2 separate regions of the Mus musculus genome follow, and region 1 is linked to region 2. Evidence: chromatin contacts called from public promoter capture Hi-C data. All regions are on one chromosome and are shown on one strand. The core of a region is the stretch at or near the end of the contact, and the rest is flanking DNA. Distances in the headings are between cores, read along the strand shown. Region 1 holds the start of A230056P14Rik (RIKEN cDNA A230056P14 gene). Region 2 holds the start of Etfb (electron transferring flavoprotein, beta polypeptide).

Evidence for each region. Promoter capture Hi-C pulls out the DNA fragments that hold promoters and counts their contacts.
Region 1: a contact with region 2 is called in a promoter capture Hi-C map of pre-B cells, with 3 times the contacts expected there. The contact joins the promoter of A230056P14Rik here to the promoter of Etfb in region 2. A contact is called at or near these places in 2 of 39 promoter capture datasets (liver and pre-B cells).

What each region holds. Positions count from the first base shown.
Region 1 is chr7:55,957,926-55,964,137 of GRCm38.p6, forward strand. It overlaps A230056P14Rik (RIKEN cDNA A230056P14 gene), which reads left to right and starts at 4,606. Exons shown (of 6, transcript NR_015495.2): 1 at 4,606-4,747. Nipa2 (non imprinted in Prader-Willi/Angelman syndrome 2 homolog (human)) reads right to left here and starts at 4,568. Exons shown (of 7, transcript NM_001256130.1): 1 at 4,275-4,568; 2 at 3,527-3,647.
Region 2 is chr7:43,439,765-43,445,869 of GRCm38.p6, forward strand. It overlaps Etfb (electron transferring flavoprotein, beta polypeptide), which reads left to right and starts at 4,308. Exons shown (of 6, transcript NM_026695.3): 1 at 4,308-4,440. The coding sequence starts at 4,384. It overlaps Cldnd2 (claudin domain containing 2), which reads left to right and starts at 1,052. Exons shown (of 5, transcript NM_028849.1): 1 at 1,052-1,120; 2 at 1,869-2,050; 3 at 2,402-2,542; 4 at 3,087-3,206; 5 at 3,453-3,556. The coding sequence starts at 1,882. The coding sequence ends at 3,526.

The DNA.
Region 1 (6,212 bases), core at 3,356-5,855, about 13 Mb after region 2:
TCCTTTCTCTTTCCTTTTCCTTTTTACCTACATACTACCCAAACATGTAAAGCAGAAGGGCTTTGGGGGCAAGTTGCCTCAATCACGTACACGTGACTTTAGAAATTATCAGTCACTGTTCTGTCTTTCAAGACAAACTTGAAATAGTGATTTTATGTCTGTACACATGTGCGCTGCTGGGGCCGCTGAAGGTCAGTCCCCTGAAACTGAGTTACACATGGCTGTCAGTGCCAGTCATCTCCAAGAGCAACAAGTGCTCTTAACACTGAGCCAAGTCTTCAGCTCCCTGAAGAAAAACTCATCTTCAAACTCACTAAGTTCCTTAAAGACAATTACTTTGGCTATCTGTGTTGGTTTTCCACAAAAGCACTCATTTGTGGTAGCAAATTTTATATGAACAGCTTTCTAGAATTAAGGTTGCTTTTTCAGTCTGTTTACTTCTGGAATTATACCAGTTGGGGAGGAGTGCAGACTTAATCTTCAAATTCTAAGGTAGCCACGAGCCACTAAACTCGGAAAAATAATTACCTCATTTGGACTTACAGTTTACTAATAGGACATATGTGTGAATGTCCTGAAAGAAATGAGTTGCTTTGATAGTCTCTGATCCTGTTCCTACTCTCTGTAACTGAAGGTCAAACAAAGCTGAGCACATGCCACATGGATATTTTTTATAAGACAGGGTCAAGCTTAAAAGACAGCTGAAAGAGAAAACAGAAGGCATGAAAGATAGCTCAGCAAATATGAGGACCCAAGTTCAAAACCCTGCACCAAAGTTTTAAAAAGCTGGGTATGGGGCTGGAGAGATGGCTCAGTGGTTAAGAGCACCGACTGCTCTTCCGAAGGTCCTGAGTTCAAATCCCAGCAACCACATGGTGGCTCACAACCATCCGTAATGAGATCTGACGTCCTCTTCTGGTGCATCTGAAGACAGCTACAGTGTACTTAGATATAATAATAAATCTTTAAAAAAAAAAGCTGGGTATGGCCTCATCAGTACCTATAATGGCAGCACTGGGAACAGGAGAGAGAAAGCAGAGAAATGGACTTCTCAGACTTGTTACCAGCACAGCTACCGGCTCAGTGAGAGACCCTGTATCAAGGTAGTGACTAACAAAGCAGGACATTTAACTCTTTAAGTGGAAGAAGCTAGGAATGAGAAAAACGGGCGGGTAGAGACATTAAATAACTTGTAATAACAAGCAGGAAGCAGAACCAGACTCAAGAGGTGAGGTGCCATCCTTTATTCTACCCTTTTCTCAAAGGATGCCGCCTAGTCACAGCAGGTAACTTGCAGCTAACATTGGGGGTCCCAATGTAGTTACCAATAACTAAGACCTTTCCTTTGTTCCACACCTAACTTTTTTTTTGTTTGTTTGTTTGTTTGTTTTTCGAGACAGGGTTTCTCTGTGTAGCCCTGGCTGTCCTGGCACTCACTTTGTAGACCAGGCTGGCCTCAAACTCAGAAATCCGCCTGCCTCTGCCTCCCAAGTGCTGGGATTAAAGGCGTGCACCACTACGCCCAGCTCACACCTAACTTTTAAATCTTAGTTCCTAATACTGTATTTCACACACCTTGTGTTCTTTCCATGGCTACCACTTTAATCTACTCCTAATTGTCTATTTACCGGCTTCATTGCAAAGGGCCCAACCAAAAAGCACTCCTGTAAGCAATTCCTAGTTGAATTCCAGGAGCCAAAGTAACTACCATGTTTCCTGAATTCCCTAGACTTTAGCCTATTCCATTCTGAATTTCCTAACCTGTATTAAGGTTACTTATATAGATCATAACCTCCTTCGCTGTGGCTCTCAGTGAAAAACTGGGCTTGCCTATAAATCACATTTACTTAAACTAACAAAGGTGTTCTGAGTACATAATGTATGAACAAGGGGATAGAGCCATGAAGAAAAACACAGACCAAAACTCTGGTCTTCATGAAAGTTACCTCCCAGACAGAAGCAAGGTAAAACAAGAAATAAAAGGGCACTGCAATGTGGTAAATGCCATGGTGAAAAATAATGCACACTAAGGCGCTAAGGGAGGAGGCCTTGATGAGGTAACACTGCGCAGACTTGAAAGGGATGGAAAAAGAACAAAGTGGCACTATAAACGCAGGCTCTACTTAAGAGCAGGTATGCTGTTTTCTGGGAAAGGAAAGATTACTATGGTTGAGTCTAAGTGAGCAAAGTTATGTGAGATACCACAGTAGAGTAACATTCCAACATTACATGTTAGACCACACAGGAGCCCTATAAGCAAGACACAAAGCCAAAAAATATGAACACACCTGCAATCCATTTATTCTTACTTAAAGTCCTCACAGAACTTTATACAAGTGTTAATTTCAAATTTATCTATACAAAATCAATACAACTAGCTATATACAAAATGTTATAGCTGGGAATGTTTTAATCTGAGATATGTGCTTAGTTCTACAATAAAGAAGTATGTAGAACTTTAGTTTGTCAAGTAGGGAGTTTTAAAGTCTCTAATACAATTTTTACTAACTATAACCTTCATGTTATACATTAAATCTCACAACTTACTCTATATACCTGTTACTTTGCATCCTTTGATGCAAGTCTCTCTTCAACCCACCATCACATGTCATGTCGCTCTACAGAGTTCTTGTGTCTACCACAACAAATGCCCTCAAATAAGTCAGATTTAGGTAAAGCTTTTTATATTTTCTATAGAAAAAAATTGGGTACTATTTAATCATATGTGACTCATTTTATATCTTCACAGAGCTTCAAAGTCAGTAGAACTGCTTTCCTTACATCAAAGGGCTACCACTTCAAACAATATCAGAGGATAGTGTTATTTCTCCTTGACAGCCACAGAAAACACATCTCAGAATGTTAGGCACTCATGAGAGGATCACTCAGAAAAGAGATTGGCTCTACTAATCCTGACTGCCATATCATCTTAAAATGTTAGAACTGAAGGGTCTCCTTATGGAGTCCAGGCTGGCCTTGATCTTGAAATCATCCTGTCCCAGCCTCCGGAGTGCTGGAATTACAAGCTTGTATCACCATACCTGGCTGTAAAAGTTCAGCTCTTAAGTCTACTTCTACATAATGTTTACTACTATCTAAAGCTTATAGCAGTCTCAGCTTCAGGTTTAGCTCATTTTTCTTGTGTGTGCACACCTAGTAGTGGTATTTCCCGTATCTGTGAAAAACTAAAGAAAACAACATTATCAGTCATTCTCCACCTTATTTTTCCTGATGGGGCCTCTCAATCAACCTAAAGTTTACTGACTCAACAAGACAAGCTAGACAAGAGGTGGGCAGGAACCTCCGGGCAGTGGTGGCGCATGCCATTAATCCCAGCACTAGGGAGGCAGAGGAGGCCAGCCTGGTCTACAGAGTGAGTTCCAGGACAGCCAGGACTACACAGAGAAACCCTGTCTCTATAAAAATCAAAACAAAAAACAACCAAACAACCAAACAAAAAAATACTACAGAACCTAATCTCCGATCTAACTTAGCAATACTGTTAGAAATTAAAATTTTAACTTACATGTAAGTTTAATATGGTCTTTCTTTTAAAAAACAGAGATGATTTATTCATTCTCATTTTCTTGGAAACGCTATCCTTTATTCCCATTTAAAGTATTTAACCACGGCAGAGTAGTTCCACCCTGGAAAGAAGAAAATATGGAAGTAGGTGAAAGGACAGAAAATTACTAAATACTTAGATATATAGTTACTGGCCTTCCTGTTCTTTCACTTAGTAAGTACTGTAAGAGCTTCTACATACAGCTTACTGGAATGAAAAACGTCAAATCTCAGACTTCCTCTTTTAACTTTAAAAATAATTAATATGGTATCAAACGGGCACATGATATAGAATCTAAAGAAACTGCACTCAAGACCACTCCTAAACTAAATGCCTTGCCATTATCGTAGAGAAATCAAAGAAGCAGGAACCCCAAACCCTGCATTTTGTGTAAACCCTATTAAGTGCCAGGGAACTGAGTCAAGCAAGCTCAAAACGTTACAGCAAGCCGAAACCATCTTCTGAAAACTCACGAAGGCAAATAAAACTGATATGCAGAACTTAACGAGTACGCGACCGGACAGGGCCAACCAGCCAGACTTCTGCCGGATTGAATGGCAATCAATCCGACTCACTGCGGATCACCAGGGAAGCTGCGTCCACCCCAGAACACGCGAAAAAGCAAGTCGCCCCGGGGCCCTTCTCCGACCTCAGGCGGCCGACACAGCCCGCAGCTCCGCCCTGGAGCTCGCTTACAGGAAGTAGCTACCTTAGGGCCGTCGCAGGCCGGCGGGCGACTCGGCTCCCTCCGGGACGCGACCCCGGTGCCCGCTCAGACCCCCACGCAGGCAGCTCGCTCCTGCGCGCACACAGCCACCGTCTCCGGCGACGTCCCGCGGGAAGTTCGTGCATCCGAGACTGCAGTGAGCGCCGCCTCCTCCATGGGAGAGCCGAGAGGAGCCTACCTCGGACAGCCTTCGGCCGCACCGCGGCCAGCACCAGAAGAGCCGCCGAGAACCTGCCGGGAAACCTGGGCGCAGACTAGTGACGTAAACCGCGCGCGCTGGGCAGGCACAGCTCAGGCCCCGCCTCCGCAAGGCTCTTCGCCCCGCCCTGACAGCGAGCCGGAGGAGCCGTACCTTCTAAGGTCATCTTTGCTCACCTACTCATCAAAAATCCAGCCCTGTTATTTAAAATCCGATTTCCTGGGAGTCTTCACGTGGGACCTTTGGGATGGAGGAGGTGGGTTTGACCGCAAAGGGCGGAAGTGGGCGGGACAAGGAGGCAGGTTTCCAGGGAAGAGACAGTAAAGCTTGTGGAGGAGGACCTTGTGATTTGGACAAGAGATCTTTTCCACGAGATGCACAGGAAACAAAGTAATAGCTTTTTCTCGGCTGCTTTTGCTTTGAAAAGACCATTGAAGGCTGCTGAAAATCCTTGTTTACAGGATATGTTACTCCAAGAACATTTGTTTGGGTGTGTTTGGGAGGGAGATCCTTGTAAAATGAATTATACATTTATTGAAACATTAAAAACAGCACTGTAGTTTTCCTATCTCCTATGCTAATGCTTTGGACGTGATGGTCTAAAACATTGAGGGAGTGGCTAAGTAGCTAATTTAAAAGCTACTCTGCTGTGAACTTGACAACCAGATACCCAAGTGTCTTAGAACTGGCTCTTGAGGACTTATTTTGCTCAATTTTTAGGGTAGGCTAATTTCTAGATGACATGCAAGTGGGACTTTGATGATCAGGTAAATACAGAATGACTCCAATTTTTCCACCTTTCCATGTGTCCACAAATTTTACAGTACCTGCATCTCCACTCTCCCTGAATCTGCATTGGCTGGGGGAATGGTATTGAGCAAAGAAAAATGCAATGAAACTTGATAAGAAGCCCGGACTGGTGGGCAGGAGGGAATAATGGAGAACAAATGTAGTACAATGTAGACCAGGAACAAAGCCACCATACTGACTTCCTTCCTGGCTAACTCAGAATTGCTGGCAAGGGTCAGGTTGGTTCACATCAGCAAAACTGCCCCACTGACCCATCGGCCTAAAAGAAAGAATAAGTGATTGCCACCTCATTTTGGTTTAAATTGATAGGCAGCAATAACTTAACTGATAAAGATGGCAACAGACATCTCCAAAGACCTGTTGATTATCATAAAGGCACTGGTTGGTTCATTTGAACAGGTGTGTGCCGTATGTGGGATCAGCATTGTAATTTAACCGTGGTAGAGAATTATCTTGTGGCACCTCCCTCTCCCTTCCCTTCCTCCTTCTCACTCCCTCCTCCCCATTGTCCTAAACATCCAAGGTACAGATCCTTCTCATCCATCTGCTTTCATCATTACAATCCTTTAGCTACTGTCACACTCATTATCTGGTCCTCCAAGCCAGTACTCACATCACACAGTGGAGTGAGTGTGGTGTGTGTGTGTGTGTATGTGTGTGTGTGTGTGTGAGTGCCTATTTAGTATGCTGCGGGCTCCTTAAATGCGCAAATCATTTTTCTAAGTCATAATGTTCCATATCTAATATTGTGTGACTGTTCAAGCAGTGATCATGGGTACCTTTAAAGTTTTAAAATCTAATTTTTGTAGGCCCTTAGGAGACAGAAACAGCAGGATTGCCACAAATTGAAGACTAGCCTGAGCTACATACACATTTTCAGGGAAGCTTGGTTACAGCGTGAGACATTGTTT
Region 2 (6,105 bases), core at 3,058-5,557:
ATGGTTAAGGGAAGAGAAACTTCTAGAACAACTTAGCCATGCAGTAGTTGCAGCTTTGGCGCTCCCCTTTCCTCCTCTTGCTCCTTAGCTGTCCTGAAACTCATCTGCAGATCAAGCTGGCTCAAAACTGCAAGAAATCCTGCTGCATCCTCCCAGGAGCTAGGACTGCAGACAGACTAAGCAAACAACTAAGCAAGCTCCCAGGCTTGCTTTCTGAGCTGTCATTCTGTTAAGAGAGCCTCAGGAGCTAGGCTCAGATGGTAAGAGCTCATTTCCCAGCACCTACATCAGGGTGGCTCAAAGCCAAAGGAATGTCAGTTCCAAGGGATCCAATACCTTTGGACTCCATTCTGCACATTTACACATACACACACACACACACACACACACACACACACACACACACAACACAACACATAATTTAAAATAATGTAAATAAATTCTAAAGATAAAATTCGATTTACCTTAAAAATAAAAAGTTTTAAATAAAGATTTTAAAAGAGAAGCTGGGCTTGATGCTGCACTCCGTGCACTTGAGAACCTGAGGCTGGAGGATTGCTGTAAGTCTGACGTTGGCCTGGGCTACATGGTGAGTTCTAGGCCAGCTGAGGGCTACACAGTAAGACTCTGACTGGAAGCCAAACAGAGCAGAACACAACCAAAGTTAGGAATGGTGGTGTGAGCCTATAATCCCGGGACCAGGAGATAGAGGCAGAAGAATCAGAAGTTTAAGGGCGACCTGGACAGCCTCAGATGGTTTGAATGCACAATGGGCATTAAATAACCCTGTTTCAAAACAGCAATCCTGAGGAGTGCAGTGACTCCTGTCTTTGATCCCAGCACTTGGAAGGCAGAGGCAAGCAGATCTTTGTGAGGTTGAGGACAGAATGGTCTACAGAGTGAGTTCCAGGAAAGCCACCCACGGCTACATAGTGAGACTTTGCCTCAGAAACAAACAAACTCTAGAACTAGAACAAAGAATCGAGCAAACACACTTCTGGGGGAGGGTATCCATTTAGAAGGCTGCTAGGGGAGAAGATTCTGGAATATCTGCTGCCTCACAGAGAACCATCCTCCCTTCCCCCAACCCCGCGGGCTCTTTGTCGCAGGGGACCAGGCTGTAAGTCATTTTCTGGGGTGTGTATGTGTACGGGTAGGGCTGGGGGGGGCACTGGGGCCAATAGGGCCACCTTCCTCACTGAGGAAGAAAATGCCTGAAAGTTAGTCACTAGGCCTGAGGTGGAGATGGGGATGGAGACACTTGGAGAACTGAGTCTCTTAGAGGGGGGTCATAAGTTCTTAGGCAAGGTAGCTGAGGAAGAGGCCAGTAGCATGGGGTGAGGGGATATTGGGAAATTTTTTGTTTTGTTTGAGAGAGTCTCACATAACCCAGACTGGCTTTGAATTCACTATGTAAGTGAAAAATGACCTTGAACTTCTAATCCTTCTGCCCCTATCTCCCAAGTGCTGGGATGACACGTGTGCCCCACCATGACGGTTTTATATTAAACTAAGGAATGTGCCCAGGGCCGTGTGCATGCTGGGCAATCACTCTACTACTAAGCTACCTTCCTTGCTCCTCTTTTATTTTGTATTGTTTTGCTTGTTTTAATTGAGATAGGCTCTCACACTGTAGTCTGCCTGGCCCAGAACTCATTACATTACTCATGGCCTGCCCTTGGGCTTGTGATGTCTTGCCTCAGCCTCACTGAGGCTAGGATCCCAGGCAAGTGGCTGCTGTTGGGGACGTTGAGGTTGCCAGGCAAGAGTGCTTGGGGGGCGGGGGGTGGGGGGGAGGCCTTCTGGCGTGGAAGAGCTTCCTCCTAACGAGAGGTGTGAGCCAGTCGTACCTGTGATGTCCTTGGCAGCTGCCTCCTTGGCATGGGGGTGAAGAAGAGCCTTCAGACTGGAGGGAATTTACTTAATCTCTTGAGCAGCATCCTCACAGTACTGTCTACTACCACCAACTACTGGACCCGACAGCAAGGGGGGCACAGTGGCCTATGGCAGGAGTGTACCCATGGCAAATGCTCCAACATCCCCTGCCAGAGTGAGACCTTCACCTGCCTCTATATCAGACCACACTCCAGAGCCCACCCCTACCCCTAGCTCCAGATGGGCCTTCCATACCAGGCGCAGACCCAGATGTCCTTTACCCAAAGGCTCTTTCTCCCCAGGCCTGCCTTGCTGTCCTCTCCCTACCAAGTCCTCCGTTCCCATAGGAACACCTGTTTCCAAAATGCAGTCAGATGAGCTCTAGATACTCATGGTGTGTGTGTGTGTGTGTGTGTGTGTGTGTGTGTGTGTGTGTGTGTGTGTAGGGGTGAGGATGGCCAGAAGAGCCCAGGGATGTTCTTTCATGGCACCAAGGCGTCTAGCTGATGCTACCCTGTCTCTCCAGACACCGTGGCAGTGTCCGCAGCGTGCATGGTGTTGGCAGCAACCTTCAGTATTGTAGCTTTGGGGATCGGGATAAGGATTCAGTGTCGAGAGGCAGAGTCACGACGTAGCCAGAATACCATTGTCTTACTTTTCCTCAGCGGTGAGAAGGCAGTCACCCCTATGTAGGAGGGGTGGTGGTGGTGCTGGTGGTGGTGGCAATTCTGAAGGAGTTGGGCCGAGAGAGTTTGACTGCCATGGTTAGAAATGGGAGGGGCCAGGGGGCAGCTGACAGTGGGGATGTTTCTGACTCTTTTCTTCTGCTCTTGGGACTCTTCGCCTCCTGTTGCGTTCTCTTGCCCATCCTCCGTGGGCTTTTGCCTTGTCTCCTTGTATCTCTTTTTGTCCTGTTTGACTGTCCTCTCTTGGAGACCTACTCTACTCTGAAGAGGAGGAAGTGTGGGAGGGGAGATGAGGGAAGCTGGGAGACGTTGAGGGAGAGGAAACTGTGGTCGGGATAGATTGTATAAAGGAAGAATCTATTTTTAATAAAAAAAGAAAAGAGGAGGAGCAAGAAGCCCACGAAGGTGAAGCCAAAGGGAAGCTGGGCGTGGTTTGATAAGTCAGAGACAAGGGCAGTTCTGAGGGGTGGGCTTGGGTGCAGCTTCTACCTGGCCACGCTCACCTGACGGGTGGGCGTGGCCCAGGGTTGCTGCTGCTGATTGCCTTGGCCGTATACACTTCAAAGAATGCCTGGAAGCCAGAAGTCTTCTTCTCCTGGTCCTACTTTTTCGGATGGTTGGCTTTACCCTTCTTGTTTATTGCGGGTAACCAGCACGAGGGGAAGAGGGTGGAGACTACCCCTCTAGAGGACTCCCCTCCCCAGAAACTTCCCAGTCACCTATTCTTCCTAGCAAAGTCCACAATAACTTCCAGTGACTTCCCCGCCCCTGCACTCCAAGACACCCGATGGAAACGCCCTTGGAACCCCCATCCCTAGCTCCCAGGCAGGCCAGATCATCCGCCCCATAGCCCACCTTCCTTCCCCGGGCTCTGTACTCCCTTCCTGCCAGGCTTCTGCTTTCTGCTTGCCGACATGATCTTGCAGAGCACCGAAGCCATCAGCGGATTCCCGGTATGCCTATGAATGCGGCCTGCCTGGGGCAGAATAAAGGAATGGCTTTTAGCCTCGCCCCTGCGTGCTTTTCTGCGGAACGTAGAGACAGAAGCTTGGAGACTACAGAGACACGGATAAAGTGGCTTGTAGAGAGTTAAGGAGGTCAGAAGGAATGTGGGAGGGTAGGAACGGAGACTTGAACCCTGTAACGAGGTGTGTACCCTGGGGATTTGCAGATGCGGAAGCAGGGAGAGGGTGTAGGGACAAGCTGACACCGGGTAGTCCTAGCGGATGTAGGCGTAGAAGAAGGGGCGGGGACGAGCGCACCCGGGGAATGCACGGGGAGAGAATATGGGACTCGGGAGAGTCATAAAGCACGCAGTCGCGGGAGGAGGTGGGGATGAGCGGACACGGGAAAATCACAAGGAAGTAAAGTGTAGACGCAAGGATAAGGAGGGAATCTGCAGAAAGAATGCGGCGGCAAGCAAGTGAAGGAAGGCCTTGGGGGCGTAGGAAAAAAGGCACAGGGTGCGCGTGGGAACACAGACATGGGGGCTTGGAGTGCTGAGAAAGGAGGGATCTAGAAGTGAATTGCAGATCTGGGGACAACAGGAGTTACGAGGAGAGCATTAGGATAAATAAGCCCTCAGCAAACTTCACTCCTAGGAATGCCCTTTCCCCTACTTCTGTGCAACGCCCCCTCCACCCAGCGGTCCGCCGTGGACCCCGCCTCTCCCTGAATTCCGCTTCCTATTGGCTTTTTCTGAGTTGTGCGACGGTTGATTGGTCGGTGTTGCGGCGCGCAGGCGCAGAGACAGATACGGGGCGGAGTGTGTGACTATCTGGATTAGGAGCAACCTGACCCGGCCAGTGACTGCTGCAGGAAGATGGCGGAGCTGCGCGCGCTCGTGGCTGTCAAGAGGGTCATCGACTTCGCTGTGAAGGTGACTTTCCCCACCCCGACTAGGTCCCAGCACCCTGAGACCGCAGCTATGAACGTCCAAGAGCAGGAGCGTGCCCCACATAAGAGAACCTTTCAAAAGTCAATTTCTATTGCCCTTTGACCCGACGTCAGTCATACTTGGAGCAAAAATCAAGGGCTGTGAGATTTTGACAATCAGATCCTTCTGAGGTGACGACCCTTTTCCCCTCTCTCTCAGTCCCTTGATAACTGTGGGCTGGAGGAGTCATGGTCCCTATTTAACACGTGGAGAAACTGAGGCACAAAACTGGCACTTAGCAAGAGAGAATCAGAATAGAGAATTCTATGTGGGGCCTGCGGTTTCATCACTCATTACCTTGCAGGCTGCACTGTCTGCTCTAAATGTACAGCCACATGGAGAGCCATCTGGTTCCATGGGACTCAGAAAGCGCCTCACCCATATAGCCATGGGATGCTTGTCGACAGTTTTTTATTTAGGAAGGGAAGGAGACCTGTGCTTGCTGGAGAAGCAAGTTCAAAGGAGCCAGCTTAACTAAGACTTTGGAGTGTCCGTGAGCAGTCTGAGGGCAGCACCCCTGAGGCCCTGGGTTCTCCTCAGAGAGAAGCTGCTGTAGCCAGCATTGAATCAGACTGGGTTCCCAGGCCAGTCTCTCAATGCTTAGCCTAATCTGTACTGAAAAAAAGATGGTGGCAATTCATGTTTGTCTGTCCCCATTGTCCTGTGATCCCCCTTTGTGTCCTTCAAATTTCCTAGCATAAGGAAGATGCACCCAAGAGACCCTCTGAGATAGGTAAAAACGGGCTATATCATTTAATACCACCATCTACGTACCGCAGTTGAGGAATGAGACAAGAAGGATTCAGGAGACAGACTCAGACTTAATGTCCATGACCCAGACAGCACACATGGAAGTCGGCACAAAGCACCAGCAGATATAATTCCTGTACAGAGATTGATCCCTTTGTACAGCTTCTGTACTCTCAATCGAACAGGGTGGTTGAGGAAACCCAGGCCCGTGGAGGCCCTGTTACTTGCCAGATGCCTGCCCCCTGCCCCCAAGCTGGGTAAGCAGCAAGAATCAGGAGTCTGGGCAAGTCTGACTCTCTGCCTGTTTGCTAGAGAGAAAACGGGTTGGCTTGAGGTGGCTTCTAACAGCCTGTGACAGAGATGGTGCTTCCAGGTTTATTGAGATACATGTGGGTTTGTGGGCAACTCAACCACCATTAATTTGTTTGTTTATTTATTTATTTATTTGGGTGTGTGTGTGTTGATGGGAATTAAGCCCATGACCTTCCAAGTGCTAGGCCAGACCAGCACCACTGAGCTATAGCTCCAGTCTTTTTCCATTTTATTTTTAAAATTATTATTATTATTGACAAGGTATTTTTATTATAATTTAAATTTCTAAAATGATTTATTATTTATTTTTATTTTATGTGCATGGATGTTTTGCTTGCATGCATGCATGCGTGAAGGTGTCCAATACCCTGGGGCTAGTGTTTACAGACAGTTGTGAGCTACGATGTCCATAGCATAGGTCCCCTGGAAGTGCTCTTACCCACTGAGCCATCTCTCCAGTCTCCTCTAATTAGGCCTATGTGTGTGGATATGCACATAGAAGAAGTATAGGTGCCCCTGCAAGCTGGAGTAGAGCATTAGCAAACC